2 separate regions of the Triticum aestivum genome follow, and region 2 is linked to region 1. The links are chromatin contacts, called in public Hi-C maps. All regions are on one chromosome and are shown on one strand. The core of a region is the stretch at or near the end of the contact, and the rest is flanking DNA. Distances in the headings are between cores, read along the strand shown.

Region 1 (5,445 bases), core at 1,873-4,372:
TGTCAGTTGAATTGCTGCATCAGTGAACGAATCATCATTATAAACAGCAGATGGTACACGTTATGATTTTGATCACACTAGAGCTCTTAAATGTCCCCTTTTGGCACTACATCACTGAATCAACAGAAGATGCAGCATTCGTTTTATTGGTAATTCATGAGTTACAGAGCATCCAACCTCATCCATCGAGAGCTAAAATCCCATCCGGATTCAGCTGCTGAAGCAATCTGATGATATAATTTTTCCTTAGCAGCCGTAGAATTAAGCTTTGAGGCCAGTTCCTCATCCTGAAAACATCAGAGACTGCATATTTAGTTTATCCTTTGACATGGCAAAATTTTCACCGCGATCAACATGTTAACAGCATAACCAAAGTAAAAGACTTTACAATTGTTGCACTTTCTGGCCTAGGTTTGTTCCACATAGCCTGGTAGCGACTCAAATTATGCACCCGTCCATGATTGTCCATTATTTCCACGTTGTGAAGCTCTGCGTCACAGAACCATTGTACAGGGGAACTGAATTTTAACCTTGCGAGTATGTAAAAGGGGATGCTAAAATATGGGTTTCATGCCTGCTACCTGATACCCAGAAGCTATGCTCTTTCAGCAAAGAGGGGAATGCTCTCCTCACAAGGCCCAAATCACCTGTTGCCGTGTATAATTCCAAAACCATCGAGCTCAAAAGTGGCGGTTGGCTGCACAGTGAAAGCATATATCAGGTGACCAGCATATTGCCACGTGAATGCATTACAAGTTCTTTTGTACTTAATTTGGAAGATGACCCCAAAATTATTTTATTATTTTGACAAGAGAAGATGACACCAGTAATAAATATAATATTATAATAAAGTTACGAACTTTTTCTCAGGTAGAGAAGACAATGTGAACTTTCCTAGCAGGTGATGAGTGATATGGCAGAAACAAAGAGTGAACTGCACTTAATTTGCACCGGGTAGACTGTCACTTTGCACTAGTTTTTGCAAAAGTTTCCACTTGCTCAGTTGAGTTGAACACAATAATATTGCACTTCGCACTAAGTATCTTCAAAAAACACGCATATAATTTTTCTATTTCTTATTTTAAAATTGTGATTATACATTCGCATTATGTGGTGAAGTAGACACCTATAAATTTTGGTTGAAAAATATGATCACTTGCAATCTAAAAATAACAAGTATATGCTCTTTTTAAGATGTGTATTTTTTTTACAAAAACTTTATAGGGATATAATTCAACACATAATACACTGCACTTTTCAGATTTTATATGTATGTTCTTTTACAAGGCGTGATACCTGACACTCCCTTCATTCCATAATGTAGTGTCCATAGTTTTTTTTTTCAAAACTCAAACTTTCCAAACTCTGACCATGTTTATAGAAAAAATCGTGTACATATATAATATCAAAAGCATATCAATGGATGCGTTATGAGTTATATTTCCGTATTGTATATTCTTGGTATTGATGTAGATTGTCTCTTCTATAAACTCAGTCAAAGTTTGCTAATTTTAACTTTTTAGAAAATATATGAGCGCTACATTATGATACGGAGGGAGTACGAAGTGCAATATTATAATACAGAATGTCAAAAAACCCTGATGCAAAAAATATATAAAAAAAAACTTTGCGGTGCACATGCATGCAAATCAAACAGTGTGTACTGCGGAGAGACAGAGTTGTCACCTTCGATTAGTGTAGTAGGATCGGGCACCGTTGAGAACAAACCCATATTCCTCCACGAGGTACACAAGATTGAGCACGATGTCCTTTGCTGTGTCGTACATTTTGCTCACCAGTAATCCCCTGCATGCATGCATGCATCAAGCCAAGCAGAAATCAAACATCTACTACACCACCCTGTCCTTTTTTTGGTGTGTGTGTGTGTGGGAATATACTACATACACTACCCTGTCGGTGTACCGGGACAACAACACGAACCGGCTACTGCAATTTCCTCTAGAATGAACCAAGGACGGACGGATCAACCTCAGTGGATCCTCGATTGGGACAAATTTTAATGGAGCGAGCGGCCCCCGGCCGGCCCTGCGCCGGTCAGCGAAGCACCACGTCCCATCCCATATGAAAACAAATCAGCTGCCCACAGTATGCTTCCTTTGATTACGTGACAAAGGTGAAGAGACAAGCGAGCTAGGGGAACTCCACCACGTAAGCCCGAAACAGTCCAAACGGCAACCTACCTAGCTACTTCTGTCTTCTAGTACTAGCTGACAATTGGAAGAACACGTGAAGCTACTTTGAGAGGTTCGTGGACGACCAATAATGGAGGGGCCGAGAGGAATACGAGGTGTATGGAGTAGGCACGGACCTGACGACCCAGTACGAGTCCCAGTAGTAGACCTCCCGGAACCTGGAGCCCGGCACGACGACCCTGCCGGGCAGCGGCAGCAGGGTGTGCCGGTCGGGCCGCGCCGCGACGGACGGCGCCACCCGCCGCGCCAGGTCCTTCCACAGCGCGTGCACCTGCAGCGCCCACGCCCGCGCCTCGCCGCTCGCGACCCTCGGCAGGAACCCGCGCGGCTCGGCCTCGAAGTCCGGCGGGTCGGCCTCCACCAGGTCCGAACCCGCCCGCGCGAAGTACCGGGCCAGGAACGCCTCCATCTCCCCCCGCGTGGTTACCGCCGCGACCGCGGCCTCCGCGGCGGCCCGGTCGGCGCCGGGCGCGAGCGGCAGGTCGACGTAGAGCTTGGGGTCGAAGTCGCGCGGCCCCAGCACGCGCAGCGCCCCCGACTGCACGCGCTGCAGCAGCGCGAGGAGCGCGCGGGCGCCCTCGCCGTGATCGCCCTCGCCGGCGGCGGCGTGGGCGGGCTCCATCTGCGCTGCGCTGAGCAGAGAGACGAGGAGGAGGAGAACGGGCAGTAGTAGAAGATGGCGCGGAGGCGGGGCCATTCGGTGAAGATGAAGAGAGGGTTTTCTGTTCTGTTGCGGAATTTGCGGGGGCGTGACGTCCGTGCGGGAACGGGAAAGGGTGTCCCGGTTGAGACGGTTCCGCTTCCGTACGGCGGCGAGCGGGGCGACGGGGGCGCGGCGGACTCTTCCTTCCTCTCCCCTCCCGCGGTTGGCTGATGGAAAGCGGAAATGATAATTTTGCTGGCGGTTTGGGCTTTGCGACGCGTGGGTTTTTATTCGGAACGGGGGGGAGGCGCCTGCCGACCTGGGCCGGCCGTTGGGATCGATGTCCAGTGGACGCATGTGTAGCGGTTGGGTTTCTCTTTTCTTTTTCGTTGGTGGCTCGCTGGCCTCCACGTCAGTCGGCGCTGGCGATGGCGGTGGCCGGATACCTTCGCGGCGGCAGGGGAGGGGGACGCGCGCCACCCACCATGGACGGAGGACATATGATACGCTGGTCAGTGGTGACGGCGCCTGATTTGCGTCGTTGGACGTGATTAGACGGACCGATCACGTCAGTTCTTCTTTACACAGTACAATCACACGTGCTTACATACACGCACATACACTCACATGCACCTTGTACTTATTGAGTCCGTACGACATCTTAAGATTGACAAAGTTATTACATACACCTCGTAATCAAAGAATTAAAATCCATTAACAGTCGCACAAAGGCCGATCGCTGGTGATGGCCACGTTAATCATTTTTACTGTGCCGAGAGAAAAAGGAAACGAAGCGTGGGAACAGAAAAGCTCATCGAGCCCCACGCGCCACCTCCACTCATCAGGATGTTTCCTTCCCAATGAAGGCAGCTCCGCACAACACGCTTCTTCCCCACGCTGCCAATCCCATCTCCGCTCGCCTTCTCCTCTCCCGGGTCCCTTCACCGCTGGCTCAACCACTTCTCCTTCTCTTCCCCCCCCCCCCCCCCCCGCTTCTCTCCTCCTAGCTGAGTCCTCGACTAGATGGGCGTTCGGCACATGAGGCTCGGGGTGGTCGTGGCAACGGCTGTCGGTGTCAAAACCGGCAGATCTCGGGTAGGGGTTCCCGAACTGTGTGTCTAAGGATCGAAGGTAACAGGAGGCAGGGGACACGATGTTTACCCAGGTTTGTGCCCTTTTAATGGATGTAATACCCTACTTCCTGCTTGATTGACTTTGATGGATATAGGGGTTACAAGAGTTGATTTACCTTGAGATCGTAATGGCTAATCCCTAGATGTCTAGACCTGCATGATTGTGATTGCCTCTACAGACTAAACCCTCCAGTTTATATAGACATAGGAGGGGCCTAGGGTTGTACAGAGTCGGTTTACAGAGAAAGGTAAAATGTATTATCCGAACGTCAAGCTTGCCATCCACGCAAAGGAGAGTCTCATCTGGACACGAGGGAGGGCCTTTTGTCTTGTATCTTCACGACCCATTAGTCCGGCCCATGTAACATAAGCCGGCTCCCCGAGGACCCCATAATCCAGGACTCCCTCAGTAACCCCTGAACCGGACTTCAATGACGATGTATCCGGCGCACAGATTGTCTTCGGCATTGCAAGGCGGGTTCCTTCTCCGAATACTCCAAAGCAGTCTTCCGCATATAAGAGCTGTATCCAGCTCTGTTTAATAATTACAACCCTAAGCTGTAAGGGCAAAAATTCTTAAACAAAGTAAGTCACGTCCACTGGTAACTTTTTCGGCGAGGCGTTATGTCCTTATTCTGAACCGTTTTACAGCCCCGCTTCGCGTTTCGAGGCACGGCCATTGACACGTCTTCTCAAAGTAGAGATTGTGTCCCCTTATCACGGGATTCTCATTAGTACAGGCTTGGGTAATCCAACTGTGTCGTTCGCACGTCCCCTTGGGAACAGGCGGGGTTTAAGGCTTATGAGGGGATGCTTGATATCCACCGCCTTTATAAGAAGATGTTCGATGAGTTTTTTTATTCAATATAATATATTTTTAGGAACTCACATAATTTTCTTTTATCTTGGATGAGTTTTGAGTGCAGATTCTAGGGACATGTGCACACTGGTATATGTACAGCTATTTGATCTTTTCTCGTTAGCCAACATATCCATGCATGGCAAGGTGCCCTACGTGCTACTACTACATGCATGCACCAATTGTGCCATGCACGTAACAAAGGTTTAGCGTGGCCTATAGTTTGTATGCATACACTATACATGTCTGTATTTGAGCATTTATGCCCGGCTAGCAAGCTCGCATTTATACGTACCCGAATACTTGCTCATATGCATACACTGTATAGCATACACATTCGAGTATCTGCAGCAAGGGCTCACGTATATGCCTCCGAGCACCGCAATATTTAGGAAAACGATTGGAGCCGGTGCGCCGGCCGAACTTTGCGCTGGCTCGCGGGCCACGCTGGCTCACACGAACACGCAAACAACCACCCCGCGTGAGACACGTGTATATGATGGGTCCCGCACGACTTTTCCTCTTCTTCCACCTCCAGCCCATCCATCGCAGCTCTGCTCCTCCACACAGCCTTCCCAGGCTGCTCGCAACCTCCAG
Region 2 (5,528 bases), core at 2,215-4,714, 540 kb after region 1:
ACGGATCGGTTGAACAGGAGAAAGGGGAAGACGACAGGGAAGGGGGAGTGGGCCGGTTGGGGTGGGCCGACGGCCAGCTGTGCCGTTTGGCCTAGTGGGGCAGGGGCTTTCTCTCCCTCCCCTCTGTGTTTCCTTTTCCTTTTGTTTTTTTTCAGCAGCTTTTGCCTTTTCTTTTAGCCACAATTGACTTTGCAAAAATATGCCACTGGCCAAAACAATTTCAAAGGATTATTGTGCATGGCCAAAAAGGATTGTGAGGCTTTTGAAAAAGTTTGCAATTTTTTTATGAATTAAAAAGGCATTTAATTTGTTGCTTAGGTCACTATTTTAAGTAGTTTAGGCCACTTAAACATTTTGCAAAAATGTTGGTTGACCACAAATATTAGTTATTGATTATTTGGCACCTGGTGAACATTTTAGTTTTCATGTTTGACAAAATTTGAATTTTGACTTTAAACTCAGTTTTGAATTTGAGTTAGAACTAAGATTTGAATCAAGCGAGGATTAGCAACAGTAATGTGATGACATGGCACCATTAACTCGGGATTATTATAGCTTAATTATCCAGGCGACACAGTGGTGCCATGATTCAGTTACTCGCTGCAAAAACTACCATGCGGACATGCCGAGAATCTAGGCCGCTCGGACCCCATTTATTCCCGCGGCCATTTACCTTAGTCTCTCGCGCCCCACGACACAATAAGCACACCCATGATGACACATACAAAGAGGATATCCAACGGCTCCAATGGTGCTCCCCGTGGCTCCAATGACACTCCAAGCGACTGACAATGACAATGGGCGGCAATTCCCCACGCCTCACGTAGTGGACACCCACGTGAGGGGGAAGGACCTCTCAGTAGTGTACATGAACGAGCCGGTCTTGGTGGAGAGATCCATCCACACTATAGAGCATTTGCTTGTTGAGGACAAGTATCAAGTGGCCGGCTTCGACCTCGAGTTCATTGGCGGTCGTGTCGGGTATGATCAGAAGGTTGCCTCGCCCAGTTGTGTGTGCACTATGACATCCTTGTCTACCACTACCACCTGGGCATAAGGCCTTGCGAGCGTTTCACCAGGTTTATCACGGCCTTGACTACAGTTTCGCTACGGTGGACACCAACAACGATCTAAAAGCGCTCAAAGTTTTGGGCTTGGCCTGCCGGAATCTTGTCGACATTCGTGAACACTACAGGGTCTGGGGCAGCACGAAGAACAATCAGGACTCCCTTGCTGACCTCGCATCGGCCATCATCGACCCCTACTACATGAAGATGAAGGATGAGAGCAAGAAGGACAAGATCGCCTGGCACAATGTGCGGGAGCAAAGACTGGATGAAGAACACGTCAAGTACGCGACCAAGGACGCGTACAAGCTACGAGATGTACAAGCGAATCGTTGAGATGATGAAGTGCCTTCGTCCTGCCCCAGACGAGGGATCAAGCCACAGAGCATCGGTGACAATGTCACAAGAAGTAGATGATTAGATGATCGCTTCTCCTAGTTTAGAATGCATATAATTGTTTATTGAGGTGTCTGCAATGTTTTGTATAGTCACTTATGTGATTGGATGTTTATTTTGGTTATATATGTTGTTCTTCTGTAGACAGAGTAAATCACATCGCACACAGAGTAAACTAGGGAACCCGTCGGTGATGATTTCATCAATCGCTGACAACTGTATACCAGCAAGCATTTATCCACAACACACACGACTTATTAGCAGCAATCATCTATCTTATTATCGGTCTTCGCACACATTTCTGATTACAGACTTGTTTGCCGCATATCCCACACATCTTGTTAAGTTGAACCATTTATGTTGTCTTGGCTCATCGCAAACACTTCATCCGAGTGAACTGTATGTCGTATACCGCACACACCTTGATCTGGCTGAACGTTTCTGCTGTGTTGCCTAATCACAAACAGTTCATCCGAGTGAACTGTATGCTGTATATCGCACACACCTTCATCTGGCTGACTGTTTCTGTTGTTATGCTCATCGTAAACAATTCGTATGGATCAACCGTATGCCACGTATCACACATGCAACTCTATTCTGAATCGTGTTTGATGTTTCCGCCATCACAAATAGTTCATATAGTTTTTGAAGGCTGTCTTACACCAACTTTTGCGATTAATGCATCACACACACTTTCGTCGAAGTGTCTCTAATTGTAATGCCGTCTTAGGACCATCCTGCAGTAGTGTAGAGTCATGTTCGATGATAATCATGTCATCAACATATAGAATAAGAATCCTACCTCATGACGAAATGTAGCTAGACAAATATCGCAAGGTCATAATCACTCGTAGAAAAGCCATCAGAAGTAACCATAGAGGTGAAACCGCAAACGAGTCCTGCAGATTAGTTGAGGCCAGAGAGAGAGAGAGAGAGAGAGAGAGAGAGAGAGAGAGACCATGCCATTGGGGAGCACAATACCTAAGTGTGGATGCATGTAGGTCTCCTCACACGATTCACCATTAAGAAATGCATTCTTATTATCAAGCTGGGAGATAAACAAGTGACGAAGAGAAGCGACAACAAGGGCACGGAGGTTAATCATGTGAGACGTAGACCAATAATATGGATACTCATGAACTTTCTACTTTCTAATAGTAGAAAGTCCATGACATGCTCTAGATGTTGTGTCAATGTGGCCATATTCAATCAACATGCGTGATGTGATATTGAATGGTCGTGTGATGTGTTATAGCCGGTTGTAGTTCTTCCTGTGTATATCGTGCTTTACCTTTCTCCGATTGATATATTGAAGACATGAAACAATGTCATAGGGTTAGGCCATACCATGAGAACATAATTGTTTACTCGTGTCACCACCCATGGCTAAGTACGAATCTGCTAGTATTCCTGTAAAAAATCAGTGCAACCCATGCCCCCTCAGACACAATGTGCTTTAATTTTCGCTTGTGCGCACTAATGATGATTTTCTAATGAGCAATCTCTTGGTTTGTTGTATTATATTGGTAGCATTTTTGTACTATCACTAGCTATTCAAGCAGACGGAACAATTATCGAATGTATGCATCACAAATTTTCAAAATGATCCTTAACTATGTAACAAAGGTGTTGATGGAATTTGTAGACATTGTTGTACAGTAACTTGTTATTTTGTTGCGGGAGTTATATAACCGAGTTTGACAAGAAACAAAAACTACAAGTCCAGTTACAGTAGAATCAACGGAGAATATCATGCCAGGCAAAGAACCGCCATGTTACAATCTGTTTTTTGTTGGGATATCGTTCTACTCAAAGAATTCAACAGAAAATTTCATAAATTACAATATGTTACGCCGTATTCTTGTACAGTTGGAGTACTAGAGAAGCGAAAAGCGATGAGTGCAGCACTCCGTTCCGTTCCGTTCCGTGAAGGAAGAGGAGACGTCACGTCACCACCGAGTCGTCTCTTTGTTCGCCCTCGCGACCAATCCAACTCGAGAGTCGAGACTACTCTTCGCATCTCCTCTTCCTCTCAAGTCCTAACTACCTAACCGCCCCCCAAATCCCCGAACCCTAGCTCTACCCCACCCCCACCCCCACGACGCAGCCGGCCGCCATGGCCGAGACCGTCGACGACAAGCTCGCCTACTTCCAGGCCGTCACAGGCATCTCCGACCCCGACCTCTGCACCGAGATTCTCGTGGCCAACAACTGGGACCTCCAGCTCGCCGTCTCCTCCATCACCGGCGACCCCTCCTCGCCCGAGCCGTCCACTTACGCCCCGCCGCCCCCGCCTCCGCTGGAGTCCGATTCCATCGCCTACCACCCCCCTGCGCCGGCTCCGCAGCAGCAGCAGCAGCCCGGGATCGCGTGGAGGCTGGTGACGCTCCCCTTCTACGTCGTCTCCGGTGGGGTCGGCCTCGTCACCGGTTCCATCCGTCTCGGTGTCTGGGTCGCAAGCGGCGTGCTGTCCCGATCCCTCTCCCTCCTCGGCCTCGCGCTGGGCGGAGGTGACCGCTTGCTTGAGCTGCCCCCCTCCGCTGCCGAGGCGGTTGACTTCCTGGCCGAGTTCGAGCACGAGTTTGGGGCTGGCCGTGGCCCGCGCTTCGTTGCTGAGGGATTTGCCGACGCGCTGCAGCGTGCACAGCGTGAATACAAGCTTCTCTTCGTGTACCTCCACTCCCCTGACCACCCGGATACCCCAGCATTCTGCGGTGGTTGCCTCTGCTCTGAGCCGGTGGCCGCCTTCATAGATGAGAACTTCGTTGCATGGGGTGGTAGCATCAGAAGGACTGAAGGGTTCAAGATGAGCAACAGCCTGAACGCATCACGCTTCCCGTTTTGTGCGCTAGTCATGGCATCTACGAACCAGAGAATTGTGCTGTTGCAGCAGGTATGGTGTTGTTGTGCTCATCAATTATTTTTCTTCTAAGATCCAGTTTCCTTGCTGCTTGGATTCTGGGTTTCAGAGTCTGTTAATTAGCACATGGATTATACTGCAGGTGTTTGTGTGGGGATCGATATAACTTTGTATTATTAGATAAGCTTAGCTGAGTATGCGGGTTACTTGCAGGGGCTATTGTAGAAGGAGTTTGCGATTCTTTAATTACGATGTTTCATTCATTATGATGTGTTCATGCAGTTGCTTAGAACAATAGTTATAGATCTGTGGCTGTGTGAGTTAGTTAAGCCTCTTGCTATGCCCTTGTGCTGATAGACTAATAGCTGGTTATAGTAAGATTGGCCTACCTTCAGAATATAATTGCATCACTTATTGAGCTTAGTTGTCCTGGAGATGTATATGTGCTGTCATAGAGAAAATCTTTTATCCTACACTGTTTGTGATGTACTATGTGTGAACACTATGAAGTAATCAAAAACCATGATATCTTTCACAAATTATTTTTATCAACCTTCCTCTATTGTCTAATTATCTCTATTTGTTAATCTGTATTGGAATTTAAAGTTGAGTTGAGAGGTGAGATTAAATAGTGCAGTTTTAGTAATAATTAGCATTCACTTGTTTTACTGCAATGATACATCAATTGGAATTTTAGGAGTTCTTTTTTAGTTCTTATACTCAGTTTTCAATTCCAGTCCCAAACAATTGAAATGTTCTCCCTTGGGATTACACATTCCTGGTCCTGAATATCTTGAGATCTTGTAGTCCTATAACGAACAACTAAACCTGTCATTTCCCATTCCTGTTAGCCAATTTGAATGAATCTAACATACCATAGGGTACTGGATGCATTTACACGATTCCTCTATAAACCTTTATACTTGAATTTCGTGCTACTCCAATGAACTTGAGCAAAAACTGCTCATGATATTGCAAAATTAGTTTGGTAATGCTTCTTTGCAAGATTCAAACGAGATGGTGCACTTGTGGGACTTTATTTCCGAAGATACAGGAATTTGCTTTGTTTCTCCCCAAGATATTTTTATCAATCCAGATCCCAGGACTCACAAAAAAATCCAGAAAAGGCTACTGGGGTTTTTCTTAACTAAATTGTTCTTTGAAAGAATAAAGTTTGTCCCATGGTCCAGGATCTCACCTCATTT

What was found. Hi-C and Micro-C count contacts between places; a contact is called where the count stands out from the background.
Region 2: a contact with region 1 is called in a Hi-C map of leaf, with 3 times the contacts expected there. The contact joins the promoter of LOC123124219 here to the promoter of LOC123124209 in region 1. A contact is called at or near these places in 2 of 5 Hi-C or Micro-C datasets (both in leaf).

What each region holds. Positions count from the first base shown.
Region 1 is chr1B:361,800,491-361,805,935 of IWGSC CS RefSeq v2.1, forward strand. LOC123124209 (probable trehalase) reads right to left here and starts at 3,123. Exons shown (of 11, transcript XM_044544874.1): 1 at 2,330-3,123; 2 at 1,687-1,806; 3 at 582-697; 4 at 389-489; 5 at 178-287; 6 at 1-14. The coding sequence starts at 2,910.
Region 2 is chr1B:362,335,415-362,340,942 of IWGSC CS RefSeq v2.1, forward strand. LOC123124219 (plant UBX domain-containing protein 10) reads left to right here and starts at 3,465. Exons shown (of 4, transcript XM_044544884.1): 1 at 3,465-4,356. The coding sequence starts at 3,580.